Regions from separate parts of the Mus musculus genome. Here region 2 is linked to region 1. A link is a contact called in public HiChIP or PLAC-seq data. All regions are on one chromosome and are shown on one strand. Each heading gives the region's core, a stretch centred on a gene start, on an enhancer-like site or on the middle of the called end of the contact. The rest is flanking DNA. Distances are from core to core; before and after follow the strand shown. Region 1 holds the start of Uqcrq (ubiquinol-cytochrome c reductase, complex III subunit VII). Region 2 holds the start of Septin8 (septin 8).

Region 1 (4,836 bases), core at 1,087-3,586:
AGCATGGCTTGCTTTTAAGATCACACACTGGTACCTGGCTCTACCAACTCAGTCATATGATTCTGGGCAAAGTACTTAAACTCTGATTCCTCATCAGCAAAGGGATTAGAATGCTTACTTCAAAGGCTGCCGAGTTAAAAGTTCATCTGTGTCTAGCAAGTCCACCTGACACCCTGATTACAGTGTTGTCCCTAGACCTTAAGGATGTGATGGGAGCAGAGGGTTGGGACCCTGCACTCCAGGTTCCACGCTATGCATAGCTACCACAGCCCCTGCAGGGCTTGTGCTGAGAAAGGGATTGTCATGAACTTGCATATTGCCAAAACAACGTTGTGCTGGGCATGGTGGTGATCGCCATGACATAGCAGGCAGAGGCAGGCAGATTTCTCAGGAGACGCAGGCCAGTCAGGGACACACAGTGAGACCTTGTCTCAAACTAAGCACACAAAGTCACAAAGGGAAGTCCATAAGTAGTTTATTGTCTTCAAGACTACAGTGTGGATTCCTCTCCCAGAGAAGGGTCTTTCAGAGGCAGGGGACTGTCACCCAGGTGCAGGCCGTCTACTTGTCATTTTCATACATGGCTGGATTCTTCCTTTTCGACTGCTCAAACTCCTGGTTGCCCCATGTGTAGATCAGGTAGACCACTACAAACGCTGTAGGGATCAAGAGAGGAAGCCATGAGTACAGACATTTTAAAAAGTTTCTATTTTATTATTATTGTGTGTGTGGGGGGGGGAGGGGTTTACATGCATGTCTGATCATACATATGCATGTAGCTCCCTGGGGGCAAGAAGATGTTAGGTGCCCTGGAACTGGAGTTATATAGATGGCTGTGAGCCACCATGTGGGTGCTGGGAGGAACCACACTGGGTCATTTACATGAACAGGCACCTGTACCACAACCACCAGTGCCCCAGCTCTCTGGCTTTTTTTTTTTTTTTTCCTTTTTTGATATGGCCTCCTTGAGTGGACAGACAGACCTCAAACAAGAGATCCACCCACCTCTGTCAGTCCATGTCCTCCTTTCTGACTTTCAACCAATTCTGCCTGTCCTTCTACTGTCCCTAGCTTCAACTGTTTGTTTGGTTTTGGAGAAAGGGTTTCTTTCTCTGTGTAAGCCTGGCTGTCCATGAACTCAGGGATCTGCCTGCCTCTGCCTCCTAAGCACTGGGATTAAAGGCATGCGTGCGTGCTGTGGCTCAGGGCATACCGAGGTGACTAAGGGAGTAAGAGAATGGCAAATCCCTCAGGACTTAAGTCACAGATGATTGTAAGCCACCATATGGGTGCTAGGAATGGAATCTGGATCTTCTGAAAGAGCAGGAAAGATGTTGAACCATCCCCAGCCCTAAGTTTCTGTTGCTGTATTAAGACAAGCTCACAGTATAAGGCCCTTGCTGGTCTAGAACTCCCTCAAAACTACATAGATCCACCTGCTTCTGTCTCAGGATTGCTGGGGATTAAATGTAGACACCATTATGACCAGAAACTACTTTTAATAAGAGGTTCAAAATGGTTATAGTACACAACCATTTTATAAGCAACCAAAACAAAGATATCAGCCCAGGAAGATGTGGCCTTCGCTTTCCTAGTTAACACCAAATTAAAAAAAAAAAAATCACGGAATTTACCTAACATAATCTTCACCATTTTAAAAAGTACTGTTGTGCTGGCGCATGCCTACAATTCCAGCCAACAGTCCCGAGGAGAGGGCAGTAAAATCTCAAGTTTAAGGCCAGCCTGGCTTCTACAGCAAGATCGGGCCTCAACCTCTCCATCAAATTTAAGTGCACCTTCACGGATATTCACAATGCCATGAAACCGACAGCAAAATCGGCCGCACATCTAACACAAGACACTGATTGCATCAGCCTTTCATCACAGATAGTGGCCAGCGATGACCTCAGAGGGAGCCGTTGGAGTCACCCAAGTGACCTTAGGCCAGTCATTTCGATATGATAAGAACTCCTCCACGTCTGCCCCGCGAGGGCGTCGGAAGGAGAGGTGCGCGGCTGTACCCCGCCCGCCCCGCACTCACGCGGCGCCACGCGCAGGATGCGCTCGCGAGTGCGGCGCAGCACGTTGGGGATGCCTTTGCTGAAATAGCTTGGGAAGGCGCGCTGCTCAAAGGGCGACAAGCTGTAGGAGATCACGTGCCGTATCCGCGCCAGGTTCCCAAACTCGCGGCCCATGGTGACGGCGGCCCTGGGACAGAAGATAGACGCGTGGCTCAGTCTCGCGAAAAACCTCCCACGGCCTAACACCGACCCCCAGGATCGGTCACCTCTACCTCCAGAGCTCTGAGCCGGCTTTCGCCCGTCACTTCCGGGAGGAGCGGAAGCCGAGCCTAGAGAACGTGAAGTCATTTCCGGGAACTACCATTTTCTTTCGATCTCAAGGGGGAGACTCAAAAAAAAAATTGTCAGTTGACCTGAGTGGGCGTGGCCTGACCTTCGTGTAGCCGGAAAGGACCAGTACCAAGAGGGCTGGGCGGAGCTTAGAGGCGCTTCTAGCGACACGTGGGTGGGGCTTATAGAGGTGCTTGTGGGCTTACGGTAAGTAGTGAACGCACGGGAGAGGTTGATGTTGCCAAGGGGCGGGGCTTGAAGAGGAATGGTGGCTTGGTGGGAGGGGTGCCAAGCAAGTGGGCGGGGCTTATTAGCCACCCTGGGGATCTTAGGTGGATACGTCCGTAAGGTCCCCCGTCGAGAGGTGCACGGGGCGGGGCCTATAGGTGCATGGGGCGCGGATTAGGGTGATGGGCGTGGCTTAGGAGCACCTGGGTGTTCCAAGAGGCGGTCCTTTCCGCTCAGTACCAGGCCTTTGCATAACAGCCGGCAGCTGCTCAAAAATTAAAAAGAAAAAACAAAAAGACTTGTTCTCCTCGTTCTTCTGCTGTCCCTTACTCTCCACCAGGTATATGTGGTCCTCATAACCAAAAGGGCCTTCACTGACCACAGTACAAAATTAAGGACACGGATCTAGAGCTTTGGTACACACTGCCTAGCAAGCCACTGGCAGGCTGTAGACTTGTCCAAGATGTGACATAAACGTTTCTCCCAGTTCAGCCACGAACGAGTGTGGCAGTTGTCAGACGCACATAGTGGTGATGGGAGCCAAGGAGAAAGTGGTGGGTTTGGGCTGAGTGTGTCATCAAACCCAGACCCCACTCTCTAAGGAACTGTTATGTTTTCTCTAAAGTGCATTCATTCTCCTAGCTAATATTATCCTGTGGGACTCACCGCCCTTTCTCCTCCTCTCAGTGGCTGTAAATGGGTTAACTGGCTGTAAATAATCTGGCAATCAAACTGGGGCAGTTTGGCGGTGAGCTTCAGTTTTGCAAGAGTACTTCAGCCTTATCTATCTGGTGCTGGGCAAACTGATTTTTTTTTTATCCTGTGTCATTAGTGTGTTTTGACTTTCTCCCAAGAGATAGTCTCCTTCCAAGGGGTGCTAGATAGCCTTTCATGGTGCACCTGCACATTCTCCCCCCCACCTCCACCCTGCCCCCATTTTCCTTAAACATTATCTAGCTTGATCTCACCTCCAAGGCCGGGACACAAATACTTTAATCAAGGACTAAAACACTGTCCTGATTTCTGCCATCTGGGTGGTTGGTTAAAGAATAAATACGATGTCTATTTAATTGCATTTGCTGATGTCTCAAGATTTTTCAACCAAAGTATAGTCAAGTGAATTGTAGACCAAAACAAGGGCATCAGGATATTGTACTGTCACTACATTTTAAAATATGTATTTGGTATGTAAGTGCTAGGGGTGTAGGTCAGAAGACGAGCTGTAGAAGTCTCTTCTCCCTTTTTCTCTGTGGATCACAGGGGTTGAAGTTAGGCCTTTAGGACTGGATGACTTTTGGTCGTTAGGCTTGGCGGCAAGTTGCTATCTTGCCATTCCAGCTAGATATTGTGGCTTTTTTTTAATTGTTTATTTTCATTTTATAATGGGTGTTTTGTATTCCTAAGGATGCCCGAGAAAGGCATTGGCTCCCCTGGAAGTGGAGCTATAAATGGTTGTTCTAAGAAGAGCAACCAGTGCCCTTAACTGCCAGGTCATCCATCATCTTTCTGGCCCCAAGACATTGTATGTTTTAATTGCTCAAAGTTAAAGGTGATGTCCTCTTTTTATTTTGAGATGGGGTCTCTCAAAATTATGTAGCTCTGACTGTCCTAGAACTCTCTATATAGACCAGGCTGGCTTGAATCCACAGAGATCCACCTGCCTGTGTCTCCTGAATGCTGGGATTAAAGGCGTGAACCTCTACACCTGGGCCCTGATGTCCTTTTTCAAAGCACATTGCAAGTAGCTGTTGTCTTGGGCCAACTTTACAACCCCTCTACTAAGCCACCTGGACAGGCTGAACAGCCTAACATCACTGGAATTTCAGAACCCATTGTGACTTTGTTTCTCTGATTCACTGTGCAGTAAGCCATCAGTTATTCTAACCACCTGGACGTGGGAGCTGTGGAGATAGACGATGAATCAAGAGGAAAAAATAAACCTAATACTTCTGCAGTCACATCTCCAGCCCTAAGAGGTTTTGTTTTATAATTCCTTGGGTTTCTGTTGGGCTCTCACCTATATAAGTAGTCCACTAGGGTGACGATACTTGGTGGGTTTGAAATAAATGTCCAGGAGAAACAGGGAAAGAAAGCCAAATAAGTAGATAAATCTGTATCTAATGAGAACAAATTGGATAAAACCGTGTTGTCAGCTGACTGCTGTAGAGCTGATAAGAAACAATGTACAGCTAGGCATGCTTGAGGTCTGATTACAGAAGTGAAGTCAGTCTTCCACACCTAGATTTTATTTAAGGAC
Region 2 (4,836 bases), core at 1,656-4,155, 89 kb after region 1:
AACCTACACCTCGAGGTCCGGGGCTCAGCAGTAACTAGAGTGCAGCTGGTCGTCCCTGGTGCTGGGGATAGAACACAGGGCGGTGCTCCTGTCACTCAAGTGGCCTACCACTCAGCCACACCCCGGCCTCCCACCCTTTGATCATTTTATGAACTTGAGATAAAGATCAAGAACTTCTTTTACAAGCCCTCCCCACCAGTGCCAGGGAGCAAGCCCAGGGGCCTTGTTCCTGTGAGCCAGGCAACCCCCTCCAGAGATACATTCCAGGCTTTTTATTAAAGAAGAAAAATGAAAGTCATAACAACAATAACAGGAGAACCATGAAAAACTGGAACCTCTGTGCAACAAAAGAAATGACAAACTATCAACAGACACAAGAGAAGCAAGAGGCCAGGAAGGCCCTGTTTCCTGCAGTGAGGGCTGCCTTGTTTAGATTCCTACTGGCTTTGCATATGAGGTGGGGAGGGATTGGGGTCAGGGCAGGGTGGGGTAGAGAGTGGTATATAGTTTGCTTTCTCTGAGACAATGTTCATCAGGCAACCAAAAGCTCTGAGGCTCTGAGGACTTCCTCCGGGACTTCTTCGCCTTTGATCATGTGACTTTGGGACTCAGCCTACCCTAGCTGTACCCCTGGGTGTGTATAAGGACCACATGGAATACTGCTGCAGAAAATCCTACATGTGAAAAGATCAGTCTACTCACCTTGCAGCCCCCACAGACTATCCTTACTCCTTCAGAAGTGCAAACCCACAGCTGCGTGGACAGAGTAACTCACATAATATGAAAATCAGAGGCTTGGAGATGAGGAGAAAGTTTTCCTAGGAGAGTGGACACTTCTCAAGAGAGGGAAGTCACCAGTCTCCCTGGTGTGTGTGTGTGTGTGTGTGTGTGTGTGTGTGTGTGTGTGTGCCCAAGGAGGCCAGAGGCATCAGACACCCCTGCATCTGGAGTGACATGCTGTTGTAAGCTGCCCCACGATTTGGATGTTGGAAACTATGGGTCTTCTAAAAGACTGCTGAGCCGTCTCTCCATCCTTCCTCTTTTTTATTTGAGACAGGATCTGTCTGGTTGGGATTAAAGGTGAGTGCCACCACACCAAACTAAGTGGATGTTTTGAAATAACACTCGAGTGGAAATGAAAGGCCATTTAGAAGGTAGTCTAAGGCCAAGGAGGAGTGAGAAAGAAAAAGGCAGCGAGGAGAAACTTGCATGTTTCCTTGCAGCAACTGTTTCAGATGATGGAATCCTCAACCCCGCATGCTCTCCCCATGCACTCCGCATGCTCTCCCATGCACTCCCGGGGTCAGACATTAGGGCTAGAGGAGACACTAGCAAACAATGGGTTCCAATCACAATTTAAAGCCCCTTGCTTGTTTTTCTTCATTTTCAGAGACTTGAGGGACCCAGTTCTCTCCATTGTGTAGATCCCAGGGATTGAACTCAGGCCATCAGATTGGGTGGCAAGCAACTTTACCCGCTGAGCCACCTTGCTGGCTCATGGATACACGCCATCAGAAGAGTAGCTTTCATAGTAAGGTTAAGAAGCTGGGTGTGGGATGTGATTCAAACAGGAAAGTTCATCACTAATCCACCTCCCCACTCTAACCACTGTGCTGTGACCCCAGGTGTTTGTTTGCTTGTTTGTTTGGGGGGTGTCTTGTTTCTTTCTTTGGGGGGGGGTCACCAGACTGGCCTCCATTTTGTTTTATAATGGAGGATGACTAGAACTCTGAACTGTCCTGCCTCTAACTTCCAAATACTAGGATTATAAATGTGCCCCTCACATCTGGCTTATGCAGTGCTGGGGACAGAACTCAGGGCTTCCTGCACGCTAGCGAGCAAGCACTCTACCAAACTGAGCTGCACGGGGCCACATTTCTTGTCAGAGAACGTACAAGGAACAACAGCACGGTGGAGCATCCAACAAAATAAAAACACTGTTAAGAACTCCAAGATACTTCAGCTGGGTACCTTGGAGACAAGACATGGTTTGTAAAGAAAGAAGGGAAAAGCTTCTTCTCTCTTCAGAGAGAGAGAGAGAGAGAGAGAGAGAGAGAGAGAGAGAGAGAGAGACTGACTCTATGGAGGGGACAGGAAGTGTTCCACAGCACGGGGTGTGCCAAGTCCAGATGTGGTCTCCAGATACCTCCAGCAGGCATACGTTTCCACTGAGGGGAGGACAGGGTTGTTTCTCAAGAAGATATTGGGGGTGGGATGCACATTCGTGGGTAGTGGAGGGACAGAGGCAAAGTTTGCCTTACTATCAGGGAGACCTTAGGGAAAGGCAGGGAAAAGAAGACGGGGCGAGCTAGATCTTGTAGTCACTGAAAAAGTTTACGGAGCCTCTTGAGACGTTTGTGTAGGTTTTTTTTTGAGTGGTATGGTTGGCGAAGATGTGCGTACTGTGAGAACCAAGTTCCTCTCTGCATAATGCCATAACTCCAAACTCGTGGGACAAGCAGGGTGAGGATCACTAGCAGTATGCTGCGCATAGATGTCGAGTCCGCTTCCCAAACTGCATCTTTCTCCGGTTCATCATTGCGCAAGGAGCCAAAGGCTGCCTGGCAGGATGCACCGGTCCAGCCCAGGGCTCCCGCCCTAGCTCCAGCTTAGAGCATCAGGTGGGACCTATGGCACAGGCAGAAGAGGCTGAGGGATCTCTCTCGGACCTGCAGCGCATGAACCATCCGATCGGTGGTCCCAGTGCGTTTGCAGGTTCCTGTAGAGACAGTCAGCTTGGAGGCAGAACTCCCAGGGCACACGTAGCACCCCTCTGTGCTATGCACTAATCTGGCTTCCAAGGGACACTCAGCAGGCCTCGGAGAGGCCCGGGTCCCCCAGACGTGGCAGTCCGGGCCCCCCACCTCACAGACTACAAGTCCCAGCAGCACCCGCAGCTAGTACCTCCTGCCAAGCCGCGGAGACCCCCGTCGGTCCCAGCCGCGGGGAGTGCGCTGTGCTGGGGCCGAGCCGGGTAGGGAGGCCGGTCCCGCGGGCGGGGGCGGGGCCGGCTCCGCGGCTTCTCCCGCCGCCGCCGCCGCCAAGGGGAGTTTCCAGGAAGTGGCCATATTGGATCCATTCAGCCGCAGCCGCCCGGGCGGAGCGCGTCCCGCAGCCGGCTCATCCCCGCCGCGGCCCCGGCGTTCCCCGCAACCCGCCCGCCCGGTGCGCAGCTCGCCATGGCGGCCACCGACTTGGAACGCGTCTCGGTGAGGCCTGTGGCGCGCAGGGGCACGGGAGGGGGCGCGAGGCGGGCTGTCAGCACCGCGCGGCGGGGCCTCGAACCCCGGGACCCGGGAGCTAACCCCGGGAGGGTGTCTCAGAGTGTTGGGCTTCGCGCGATGTGAGCTCTTTCGCGGGAAGAAGCCAAGATCTGGGCTGATCGGGGCAGGTGTGAAGACAAGACTCGTGTCCAGAGGGGAGGATCCCGGACGCCCCCGACTCTTCTCTCCCAGGGTGTTCCTGCACCTCTGGGTACTTGCCTTTGCCGCGCAGGTGCTGTTATCTGGGTGCAAAGAGTGAGGATGGAGCCCCAGGGATCCAGGGATTTTTCTACCCCCCAGCACACACACACATTCCAGAAAGAGCTCAGGGGAGTTGCAGACTTTGGGTTGGAAGAACCCAGGCTCGCTGCTCATCTCCTCCACTGCCCTCCCGGGAACCTGGATCCTGGGTGCGACTCCAGACAGGTCCAGGGCCTCAGTGGTTGGCTCTGGCTCTGCGGCAGCCATTCCCAGGAGCTGAAGTGATTCCAGATCCAAACCATTGAGTGTTTGTTTGGGCCCCAGTCTGGACCTGCCTCTCTCTAGGCTGACGCCCCTTGGTGGTCCTAAGGGGGGTGTCTGTGGACTTGAGCCAGGCTATAGCATGCGGAGGGAGGCCTTTTGGGGGTTGTCTGCACTCTTGGTGTCTAAGGCTGGATTTGGGTGTGTCTGGGAGGCTAGGCTGTGACGGTGAAGGAAGCTGTGTCCTCTTGCCAGCATGTGAGGCCCTGGTCGACTGGAAGGGGAGGAGGGGAAGAGAGGGAGGAGGTGGAGGAGGGCCCAGGGCTGTTGGAGGGAGGGAGAATTCTGAATGTGTGACCGATAACGAATTGGTTCTGGGGCTAAATAAGGGAGCCAGGACTTATGTAATTTTGCTATAAATACTGTCATCTGAATTTATATATGCAAATTTCTTCTTTAATCTGAAAATACATTTGTTGGTCTTTGCGAATATGCATAACAAAGCAGGAGCTTTCATAATGTGTAGACTGGTGTGTTCTGTGCCCCTTGGGGAGGGGGCTGTGTGTCTGTTAAGTAAGTTTGACTTCATGGGTAACAGATGCAGAGGCTGGGCCAAACCAAGGTCCACTTCACTCCCGCGGCGTGAAATGCAGTACGTAAAATGGAATTTATGTACTGCAGGAAAACAGCTGAGTCCTTATAAACCTGCCTAGTGGATGGAGACCAAAAGGGGTGTGTGTGTGTGTGTGTGTGTGTGTGTGTGTGTGTGTGCCTGTCTGACGCTGTGTTTTCTGTGCTTAGCCGACCAGAAGGTGTGTCTGTTCTGTATTGAGGTCAGAGGTTTGTCTAGCAGTTGATCTTGCCGGATGAGAGTATGTGTAAAGCAGCCAGCATCAGTGGCCCGAGAGGATTCCTAGAGATACCACTTGTTGGTCATGGGACCTCTTGCAAGCTGTTTAACCCTCCGTGTTCTCATCTACAGAGTAAGAGAAAAGCGTATCTGCCTCATAGAGTTGTGTGGATAGTGTCAGGACATGATAAGGACTCAGTAAATACCCAGCTGGGTATGAGATGGCTGCAGAAAATGTGTTTGCCTTGGTCGCACCGTCGC

The links. HiChIP or PLAC-seq counts read pairs in DNA pulled down with a chosen protein or histone mark.
Region 2: an H3K27ac HiChIP or PLAC-seq map of embryonic stem cells shows a contact between it and region 1, with 11 read pairs. The contact joins the promoter of Septin8 here to the promoter of Uqcrq in region 1. A contact is called at or near these places in 6 of 115 datasets of contacts at active chromatin or transcription factors (the SCID.adh cell line, bone marrow-derived macrophages, embryonic stem cells and 2 more) and 3 of 9 other capture datasets (adipose tissue, liver and pancreatic islet).

The regions. Positions count from the first base shown.
Region 1 is chr11:53,428,495-53,433,330 of GRCm38.p6, forward strand. Uqcrq (ubiquinol-cytochrome c reductase, complex III subunit VII) reads right to left here and starts at 2,337. Exons shown (of 2, transcript NM_025352.3): 1 at 2,042-2,337; 2 at 1-656. The coding sequence starts at 2,195. The coding sequence ends at 562. It overlaps Gdf9 (growth differentiation factor 9), which reads left to right and starts at 4,792. Exons shown (of 2, transcript NM_008110.2): 1 at 4,792-4,836.
Region 2 is chr11:53,516,831-53,521,666 of GRCm38.p6, forward strand. Septin8 (septin 8) reads left to right here and starts at 2,906. Exons shown (of 10, transcript NM_001347496.1): 1 at 2,906-3,209. The coding sequence starts at 3,180.